2 separate regions of the Bos taurus genome follow, and region 2 is linked to region 1. The links are chromatin contacts, called in public Hi-C maps. All regions are on one chromosome and are shown on one strand. Each heading gives the region's core, a stretch centred on a gene start, on an enhancer-like site or on the middle of the called end of the contact. The rest is flanking DNA. Distances are from core to core; before and after follow the strand shown.

Evidence for each region. Hi-C and Micro-C count contacts between places; a contact is called where the count stands out from the background.
Region 2: a contact with region 1 is called in a Hi-C map of liver, with 3 times the contacts expected there. The contact joins two enhancer-like sites. A contact is called at or near these places in 2 of 11 Hi-C or Micro-C datasets (liver and skeletal muscle).

The regions. Positions count from the first base shown.
Region 1 is chr5:82,582,840-82,587,873 of ARS-UCD2.0, reverse strand. It overlaps STK38L (serine/threonine kinase 38 like), which reads left to right. Exons shown (of 15, transcript NM_001101092.2): 4 at 9-60. Among named protein-coding and RNA genes, the nearest start is that of ARNTL2, 27 kb to the right of the region's middle. Within about 2 kb of position 3,118, at least 2 of the 102 cell types and tissues checked have an H3K27ac peak or open chromatin away from gene starts, as enhancers often do. A contact at or near this core is called in liver, where this site is marked.
Region 2 is chr5:82,753,535-82,758,242 of ARS-UCD2.0, reverse strand. No RefSeq gene overlaps it. Among named protein-coding and RNA genes, the nearest start is that of MED21, 26 kb to the left of the region's middle. Within about 2 kb of position 2,577, at least 7 of the 102 cell types and tissues checked have an H3K27ac peak or open chromatin away from gene starts, as enhancers often do. A contact at or near this core is called in liver, where this site is marked.

The DNA of each region.
Region 1 (5,034 bases), core at 1,869-4,368:
CTAAAAAGGCAGAAGAAATTAGAAGTGGCTATGGAAGAAGAAGGATTAGCAGATGAAGAGGTAATGTAAGCTGTAATTACTATGACTAATGCCTCTGTTATATACCTGAAAGTCACTAAATCTGAAATGCTCTCACTACAAAAAAAAAATAGCATTTAGTTATGTGATGTGATGGATGTGTTAACTAACTTTATTGTGGTCCACATTTCACAATATATATTCACTTGTATCAAGTCATCACATTGTAGGAGATGCCCTGGTGATGGACCCCATGCTTCCACTGCTGGGTATCTGGGTTTGATTCCTCTTTGAGGAACTAAGATCCTGTGGATCACATGGCATGCATGGCCAAAGGGTGGGGAGAAAAATTACCACATTGTATACCTTAAACTTACACAATATTATATGTCAATTACCTCTCAATAAAAAGGGGGAAACTATAATAACTGTACAAAAGCTACCCCAGTGGCTTTTTCAAGTATTAGCGCTAGTGGTAAAGATTCCTCCTGCCAATGCAGGAGACATAAGAGAACACGGGCTCGATACCTGGATCAGGAAGATCCCCTGGAGAAGGGAATGGGAACCCACTCCAGTATTCTTGCCTGGAGAATCCCACGGATAGAGGAACCTGATGGGTTACAGTCCATGGGGTCACAAAGAGTTGGACATGACTGAAGTGACTTAGAATGCACACATGATCTTATAATTTAGATAGTGTGGGTTTAATATTTGAACGTGGTTCTTCTTACTGTGTTGCTATGATGGAAATCTTTGAAAGGGGGAAGCTTTTTTTTAATTCTAAGAACATATATTCCGTGAATAGTATCTACAGTATTCTAGGTGTGAGGAATAAGAAAAGAGGGCTCCCAGAAGAATCAGTTAATTGCCAAATCTTCTTTTAAATTTTCCTGCATGTTTCTTAAAACCTCCTGGTTCACTAGTCTGGTGCCTGGAACCCAGTCGTGTAAATGGCTGTGTATTTCACCTGAAGACTCACTGCCCCCAGCTAGTCTGTCTTGTGTTCTCAGCTATGTTCCCACCCCCAGTTTTCCTATGCACTGCAACCAGGGTTACCTGTCAAAACCCAGATCTGACCAAGTCACTCTTTTGTTAATACCCTTCACTGGCTCCCATGTTCTCTCAGGATAAGGCCAACTCGTAACGTGAGTGGATATACAAGTCCCTTTATAATTTGGCTTTTGCTTCCCTTTCTCTCACCTTATCTCTTGTCACCCCACCGCCAGGCTGCTCAATGGGATAGAATTATTTTCATTTCCTTGCTCCTGCCTGTAGACTTTCTTCTGTGCATCTCTGCTGCTTGGAACTCTGCCTTCTGCCTGCTTGAGTTCCACTACTCTTCACGATGCTTTCTGTCTCTTTCTAGGCAACACGTCCACTGGGACAGTACACTGTTCTTGTCCCTGGGACAGCCTTAAAACCATCTTCCCAGAGTAGAAACTCCATGACATCTATTCAGCATTACGTGATCCGGGCTGGCAGAGGGCTGGGATAAATATTTGGTAAATGAACAAATGGACAGTGGATCTCTCCCTAAAGAGTTCATAGATTAGAAGGAGAGATTATATGTGTGTACGTGTACAAATAGGTATACATGATAGAATGTGGCAAACTTTGAAAATATGGAGGGATTTTTTCCTAGTTCAGGGGATCAGAAAAGGTTTCACGGAAGAATTAACAGTTGATTTGAATCCTAAGGAAATAGGTAGAATTTACATGATTGTTAAGAGGTACATTCAAAGTAATGAATATGTGCAGCATATTGCACTTTAAAAATGAACTATATGAAAGCAGATGTCCAAAGGCCAAGCAAGTGTCATAAACAAGAGAGGCTGGCCACATTGGTTTCCTAGGGACATTTCATCTTTTGATCTAAAATATTTTACATACTTAATTTTTTTTTTTCATTTCCACGAGGAAATAGATTTTTTTGTCTTGTTCTAAAGATTTTCTCCTCACAGTTTATCTTTTAATAAAGAATACCACTTTTCACTTTGCTGAAAGAAAACAAGACCACCAGCATGATTATACCGGTTTCCCATGACTGGCACTGGGGTGGATGGAGGTGGCCTGGTTTCAGGGCTATCCTGTTGGCCCAGTGAAGCCAAGTTCTGCTTTTCAAGAGAAGCTGGAAATCTGGACTTGTATGACATCATTTGCCTTTTCAAAATATTGGCAAGTTAGAATGATTTAAAAACAACTTAGGGGCCAAATCACATGCATGTAAGAGTTGAGTATAGCCTCTCATCCACACCAGGAGGTACTAAGTACATCTAGAATTGTTCTCTTTAATTCTCTGTAACTCACAGAAAATGTGAGGCTCTAAAAGTTCTCAGTGGCCTAAAATAACCATGTATAAAAACATCCAAAAATTTCAGTAAAGATATTAGAATTCACAAATGCTTCTTGTTGGGCCCCATGCTAAGCCCTAGACTGTCACAAATAGACATGGTCTCTGAAAGAATGTACAGTGTGCTGGAACTGTCTTTATGTGGGGTGGATCTTTTCAAAGTAAAATTGTTTTATAAAAATAAATTTATCCTTAATGCATTCTGTAATAGAAACTAACTTGTGAAATGTAGCCATGAGAAACATTTATAAGAGATGAAGTTGTTACCTGATGTATTCCATATCTTAAAACTTCTGTGTACACTGTCTTCTACAAAAATTGAGCACCCTGCAAAATGAGCATTTGAGGAACACTCATTTGAAGAGGAATGGAGAAAAAAAAAGAAAATGGTGTATTTCTAGTTCTATCTCCTTTTAAATCCTGCCTAACATAGAATATTATTTACTGTAAGGGAAAACCAAACTGCACAAGTTTAAGCTGCAAGAGAGCCTTGAAATGTTAAGCCTGCCCGTAGATTTCTGTTGTCATCTTCAAGAGGAAAGAATATGATTACCAAAAATATGATTATAACTTTATTTGCTTTCCAAGATGACTTGATTTACACAAGTTGTGAGCAGATATATCAACATGCTTTTTTCATCAGTTTTTTAAGAAATGTGAACTTGTTTCAACTCTCTTTGGACTACAGTGTGGACTTTGATACTATGGATAGGTTTTTTTGTTTTTAAAGTACTATGACAGTGTCATAGGTGATTTCCCTTCTTCATAGGTTTGTATATTCCATACACTGTGATCTCCCTTTCACCATTTAATAGCTGTCTCCTGACTACATAAATATTGTTTACTTACTACACTACACAACCTGTCAAATAGTAATAAGCATTACTTTCTTTGACTGCCTCTCTTGTCTGTCGACTTTGAGCATAATTTATGAAACTGTGATGAGGTCTTTTCCATTCAGATTAGACAAGTTGGAGTCTGCATCCAACTGTACATTGTTAAATCCATAAAGCCAGAAATTCAGCCTGCCTTTCAGAATTCTTGTATTAACCATTTGTGTAATTTTTAAAAGGGTCTTTGCTTCTTTGAAAACTGGTGTTATAATGCCACCGTGTGGCCTTTTTAAGTTAGAGTCAGAGTTTATAACAAGCTACTTCTGAACTATCCTTTTGTTTTACTAATAATTCATTTTTCAACATTATTGATGCAAAAGGCATTTTTAAACAAAGAAGTTCTTCACTATTTTCACCACTGGTGTGACTTCATTTAGCTGTTTAAAGGTGTTTAGATTGAAGACATAATTTCATGATTTTATTTTTGTAGACTTTGTTAGAAGTATCAGAATTCCATTGTGTTGATGATGCATACTTGCATATTTCTAATTAATAATTCACTTTACCAATTTGGAAACAGTTGCACACAGGGGTAGGAAGGGGCTATTCAGTGGTTATATCTTGAACTACATTTAGGAACAGTGCTTCTGAACCATTTCAGTCATTTCGACTTGTTTCTTTCAGACCTGAACCTCTGCATGCTTGATAGGGTCCAGTTGAAGATGAACTGGGGCTTGATCTTTTCACTGATTTTGTTTGTTACCCATTCTGTGTGACCTCCACTATGTTATTGTTCCGTTGCTAAGTTGTGTCCAACTCTTTGCAACCCCATGGACTGCAGCACGCCAGACCTTCCCTGTCCTTCACTATCTCCTGGAGTTGGCTCAGGTTCATGTCCCAGTCGGTGATGCCATCCAACCATCTCATCCACTGCTGCCTGCTTCTTCTCCTGCCCTCAGTCTTCACCAGCATCAGGGTCTTTTCCAGTGAGTCAGCTCTTCACATCAGGTGGCCAGAGTATTGGAGCTTCAGCTTCAGCATCCGTCCTTCCAATGAACATTCAGGGTTGATTTCCTTTAGGATTGACTAGTTTGATCTCCTTGCTGTCCAAGGGACTCTCAAGAGTCTTATGTGACCTCTACCAGGTTGAGCTAATTTGACATAATTCTATGTCAAAAAGCAGAATTTTGTTTCATGAGGGGAAGGAAAAGCAAGGTTTAGAACAATTAAATAAATGCCCATTCCAAGTGTAAGCTTCAGGTAGTTCACAATTTTTCTTTAATAGTATTTCTTGTAATCTTTGTATAATGAATTGTGAAATTCTTGACTTGGATATTTTAAAGGATTCATTGTATAATTATTTTTTTGTTGTTGCAATTTCATATTTTTAAGAAGTTATATGCCAAGTCTCAAGCACTTTATTTAAAAAATCTGCCCAAGAATAAATCCTACCATAAATAAGCCTGTATGGAAATACTGCTGCTCTGTTATTTCAGTGTCGGAAGTCTCAGCTGCTGTGAGGGAGCAGCCTTGAAAATTAGGGAGTTGACACAATTCCATAGTAGATTTGTTAACAGTAAAAAATGAATATCAGAAATTATGGGACTTCCCCAGTGGTCCAGCAGTTAAGAATCTGCTTTCCAATGCAGGGGGCACAGGTTTGATTCCTGGTTTGTGGAATTAAGATCCCACATGCTGCATGATGTAGCCAAAAGAAAAATAAAGAATGCTATTAGCATTTCCTAAAGCTTAATTTTTATTTTTGAATTAAGTTAGTATATAGATAAAAGAATATGTGGACTTGTTAAGATGAAATATTTAACAGAGTCTGTC
Region 2 (4,708 bases), core at 1,328-3,827, 170 kb before region 1:
TTGGGATTACCAGTTGCTTTAGTCACTTTTATTTACCTTCTAGAAAAAAAGAATAGGAGTGGCTGAGGTACACCTTTCCTTTGAAGTGCCTTAAAGGGCAAAACTGGTTCCAGCTTGTTGACTCTTATTACAGTGCTGAAATGTGTATGGTTTTCCTTAAGATATTTGAGAACCAAAACTTTTACACTTAGGAGCATTTGGCTCATCTGTGAAATGTTAGTTTCTCTTAGTAAACTTCACCAAGGATTTGGAATTTGGTATCCCTATTTATAAATCTGATCTTTAAGCACACATGATGATTCACACTAAAGAAAATAGAAGATCTTACTGTAACTCCACTTTTAATTTCTTCCCATTTTTTCTCACTCATTGTAAATAGTCAAAGTACCTATGTATAGAAAAATCAACAACTAGAGAACAGAAGAAAGGTAGAGATGATTTGGGATGTTTGCCTTTCCTAAACCATGTCAAGCAGAATGTTGTTCGTTGTTCAGTCACTCAGTGGCGTCCGATTCTTTACACCACCACGGACTGCAGCACACCAGGCTTCCCTGTTCTTTACCGTCTCCTGGAGCTTGCTCAAACTCATGTCCATTGAATTGGTGATACCATCCAACCATCTCATTCTTTGTCATCCCTTTCTCCTCCTGCCTTCAATCTTTCCCAGCATCAAGGTCTTTTCCAATGAGTTGGCTCTTGGCATCAGATGGCCAAAGTATTGGAACGTCAGGCAGAATACTGTAGTTATGAAAGTTCTTATGTTTGCTGGGAGGGAAATACTGTTTGTATCTTTCCGTGTCTAACCAGAACAGTGGAAACAACTCAGCCTTTAGCCTTTAATATAGAGATTGCAAAAGTGTTAGAAGGGCTGAAGGTTCAAAGAGGTGAAAGGACGCTCCCCAGATATCAGTAAGTCCAGGAAGCTGTCAACCTGCATGGCAGGAGGAGCGAAAGGGAAAAGGATGCTGCCTGAATCCTGTGAGTGCTGTGCTATTGAGACTTTGAGAGCATCACTGCCGCACTGCTGCTGGAACCACCACAGCTGCTACTTCACGTGAAGCCAGCAGTCCAAGTGATGGTTCAGGATTCTGGAAACCAGCTTTCTGGCTTTTGCTGATAGGCTTGCTGCTGGAGCTGCTACTTGTCCTCTGGCGCTGTTGCTATGACCATGCCACCATTACAGCAACCTGTGTGGCCCGTGATGACCTGCCATGGCCAGTTGGCTGGCTGCCGGAGCCAGAGCAGAGGAGGAAATTAGGGTTCCTTGGCTCCTCCTGCTTTCTAACCTCTTGCCAGGACTTTCTGTGCCAGAACCTAATCAGACCCAGCAGATGGGAGAGTCTGGGAGATGTGGTTTTCAGGCTTCCAACCCCTGAGAGGCAGGAAGGAGAATAGTATGAAGTTGAAGACCAACAGTCAAGTAACTATAACAATACTCGAATAAGAAAGGTAAAAATTGAGTTAAAATTAAATTCATTTAATTTTAATTAATTTTAAATTAAAATCCATTGATTTTAATTAACCTTAAAAATTTGTTTTACTTCACGATTTCTCTAAACCTTTAATACGCTATTGTGTTTGAAAATTTTCAAAAGGGAGTTTGTAGTGCTTCTACACTTTGAGTTTGTAGTGCTTCTCAATTTTATTTGGTAATTTTCTCCCCACCAAACACAGTTTTAACCTTTCATAAGACCTCAGACTAGGATAAAAACAGGGCCAAACAAAAATGCTATTTTCGTTAGATTATAATGAGGCCATAGGATAATAAATTATATAAAAGATGTTTTCCTCATGAATTCTGAAAACTACAGAGGACAGATTAGAGTGGTAATGTAGGAATTCAAACATACCAACACCCTGAAAACTAATTATGTTAAAGAAATGACACTGACAAATCCTTGCATTTCTTGGATATTTTTATAATGGTCGCTTATTGTTTTGGTAGCCCAATACATGAACATCTTCTTTGAGAGAATCACAAGGGGAGAAATAAAAAATGAAGAGCTCTGATTGATATGGAAACTGGAGGGAAGGACAGTCTTTCTGGTTAGTTAATAGTTGTTGAAGTTGCTCAGTTGTGTCTCACTCTTTGCAGACCCATGGACTGCAACACACCAGGCTTCCCTGTCCTTCACTATCTCCTGGAGTTTGCTCAGAGTCATGCCCATTGTGTTGATGATCCCATACAACCATCTCATCCTGTATGGGCCCCTTCTCCTCTTGGCCTCAATGGTTCCCAGCATCAGGGTTTTTTCCAGTGAGTCAGCTCTTTGTACCAGGTGGCCAAAGTACTGGAGCTTCAACTTCAGCATCAGTTCTTCCCGTGAATATTCAGGACTGATTTCGTTTAGAATTGACTGGTTTGATCTCCTGGCTGTCCAAGTTAATAGCTAATTCTGATAATTCAGGACAGAGAAGCCTGGTGGGCTACAGTCCATGGGGTTGTAAATAGTCGGACATGACTGAACAAATTTTACTGTATCTACAGAGACACCGTGAGTTCAGAGGCATTAGGCTAAGTGTCCAGAGGGAGCAGATGCCAGCAGCACAGCTGTGACTCTCCAGCAGGACCAGTGCCAATAGGGCACCCTACACAGATGGCTCTTTTGGCAGGGTCTTAGCTGCACTTTGTCCATGTATGTTCCTGCCTGAGTCTGTTTATTTGGTCTTCTTGCCTATTGTGTAACTTTCAACCCCTCCCCAAATTATTTTTCTCCTTAAGCAAATTAGATTTATTTTCTTTGTTGCGAGAACTCTAACTGAAACATTCTTAGAAAGTAGAGAAAATCAAAGGGAAACTCAACATTCTAATTTTTTTCCCACCGATAAGAAAGAAAAGACTGATTATATCAGGGAAATTACTATGAAATAAAATCTGCCTCCCAATGCAGGAGATGCAGGTTTGATCCTTGGGTCAGGAAGATCCCCTGAAGAAGGAAATGGCAGCCCACTCCAGTATGATTGCCATGGAAATTCCATGGTCAGAGGAGCCTGGTGGGCTATAGTCCATGGGGTTGAAAAAGAGTCAGACATGACTTAGTGACTAAACAACAACAATTACATCCCAACAGAATTGATAGGTTTGACAAAGCAGATTTACAAAAATTCAAAGAAATACCATATGTAATAGGGAAAAAAAGGAGAACACTCTAAAACATTATCTCATTGCATAAATGTGAAAAATTCCAAAGAAGAAAAAGTAGGAGAAATGTAAAAAGACAGTAGGATGGCTGCAAAGACTAAAGTCCAGAATAAGAGTAAGTTTGTGAAAATTCTTAATAAAAATGGAAAGATTTTTAAGGCATTATCTGAACAAGAACAAGAGACGGGTAAGCCAGCATCTTGGGAAGGATGCTAGACGGTTAATGTTAGTCGCTTAATTGTGTCCAACTCTTTGCTATCCCATGGACTGTAGCCCTCCAGGCTCCTCTGTCCATGGGATTTTCCAGGCAGGAATACTGGAGTGGGTTGCCATTCCCTTCTCCAGGGGATCTTTCAGACCCAGGGCTCAAACCTGGATCTCCTGCATTACAGGCAGATTCCTTTCCATCTGAGCCACCAGGGAAAGTTAGATCAAAGTTATACGAGGACAGGTTAGACAAAGGTTAAATGAACACAGAATGAGTGGACTAGATGATCTCCATGGTCCTGACCATTCATAGTACTTTATGATAATCAGCTTAGTCATTTCTACGTTTGCTCCAGGTTCTCTAGCAAGAAGGATTGCCTTTAGTTTGCAAACAGCAGAACAATCTGCCTAAATATAGACAACCTAGTTAAGACCAGTGCGGTAATGAGAGAACTCAGCCACATAGTAAAATGAAATCATAAATGTAAAAAGACTTTTATATGCTCATTTTAAGACTGTGATCAAGAACTGCCAATAGCTCTGTCATGTGAAAAAAAATCCTCCCTGAAGTAGGTTAGCAAGAAGAGAAAAAAAATTGGAGATGGGGAGACAAAGTGAGTCCTGGAAACTCAAGTTAATTAGATTATGACTGCATCCCAGCCCCTTCCAATCACATGGACAAATAATTCCACTTTTTTTTTTTTTTTTGCTTGTTTCAACTTTTTTATCTTTAGTCACAAGGCCAGAATGATAATATATTCATAGGTGAGGATTCTGATGCTCAATCACTCAAGTTATAAGCAGGAGGCAAGAGATGCAGGCTTCAGAGATCTTTGAGATCACAAACCCATTACTCTCCATTTTGCCTTTATTGATCAGTAGTTCTCAATCAGTTGTTTGCTGAAAGGTACCAGGGTCCTGTAGGAGAATCTCCCTTGGAGAGTTTATTATGTGTGCTTAGTCGTCCAGTCATGTCCAACTTATTGGAGGTGGATTCTTTACCGTCTGAGCTAGACAGGAGAATTTATTACCACACCTAATTATTTGCTCCTCTCCCTGTAAGAAGAGCCTACAGCCTTGTAGTGCTTCCCCGTGGGAGACTATATTGATACATTTTCCATCTACATTTTCCACCATGGCATATTCTTAGATTCAACTCAATATTTAGATGCACAAAACTACCATCGATTACTTTGGCATCAGATTCAGCAGAAGAACATAGGACAGGAACCACAATTTGCCAGCAGGGAAGCATCCAGTGATGCTTTTCTACGGGACATCAAATCACACAGCTTCCTGGGGACAGCTCGAGTGCAAGATGTGACATACCTGGGACTGGTGCAGGACCCACGCACGCCC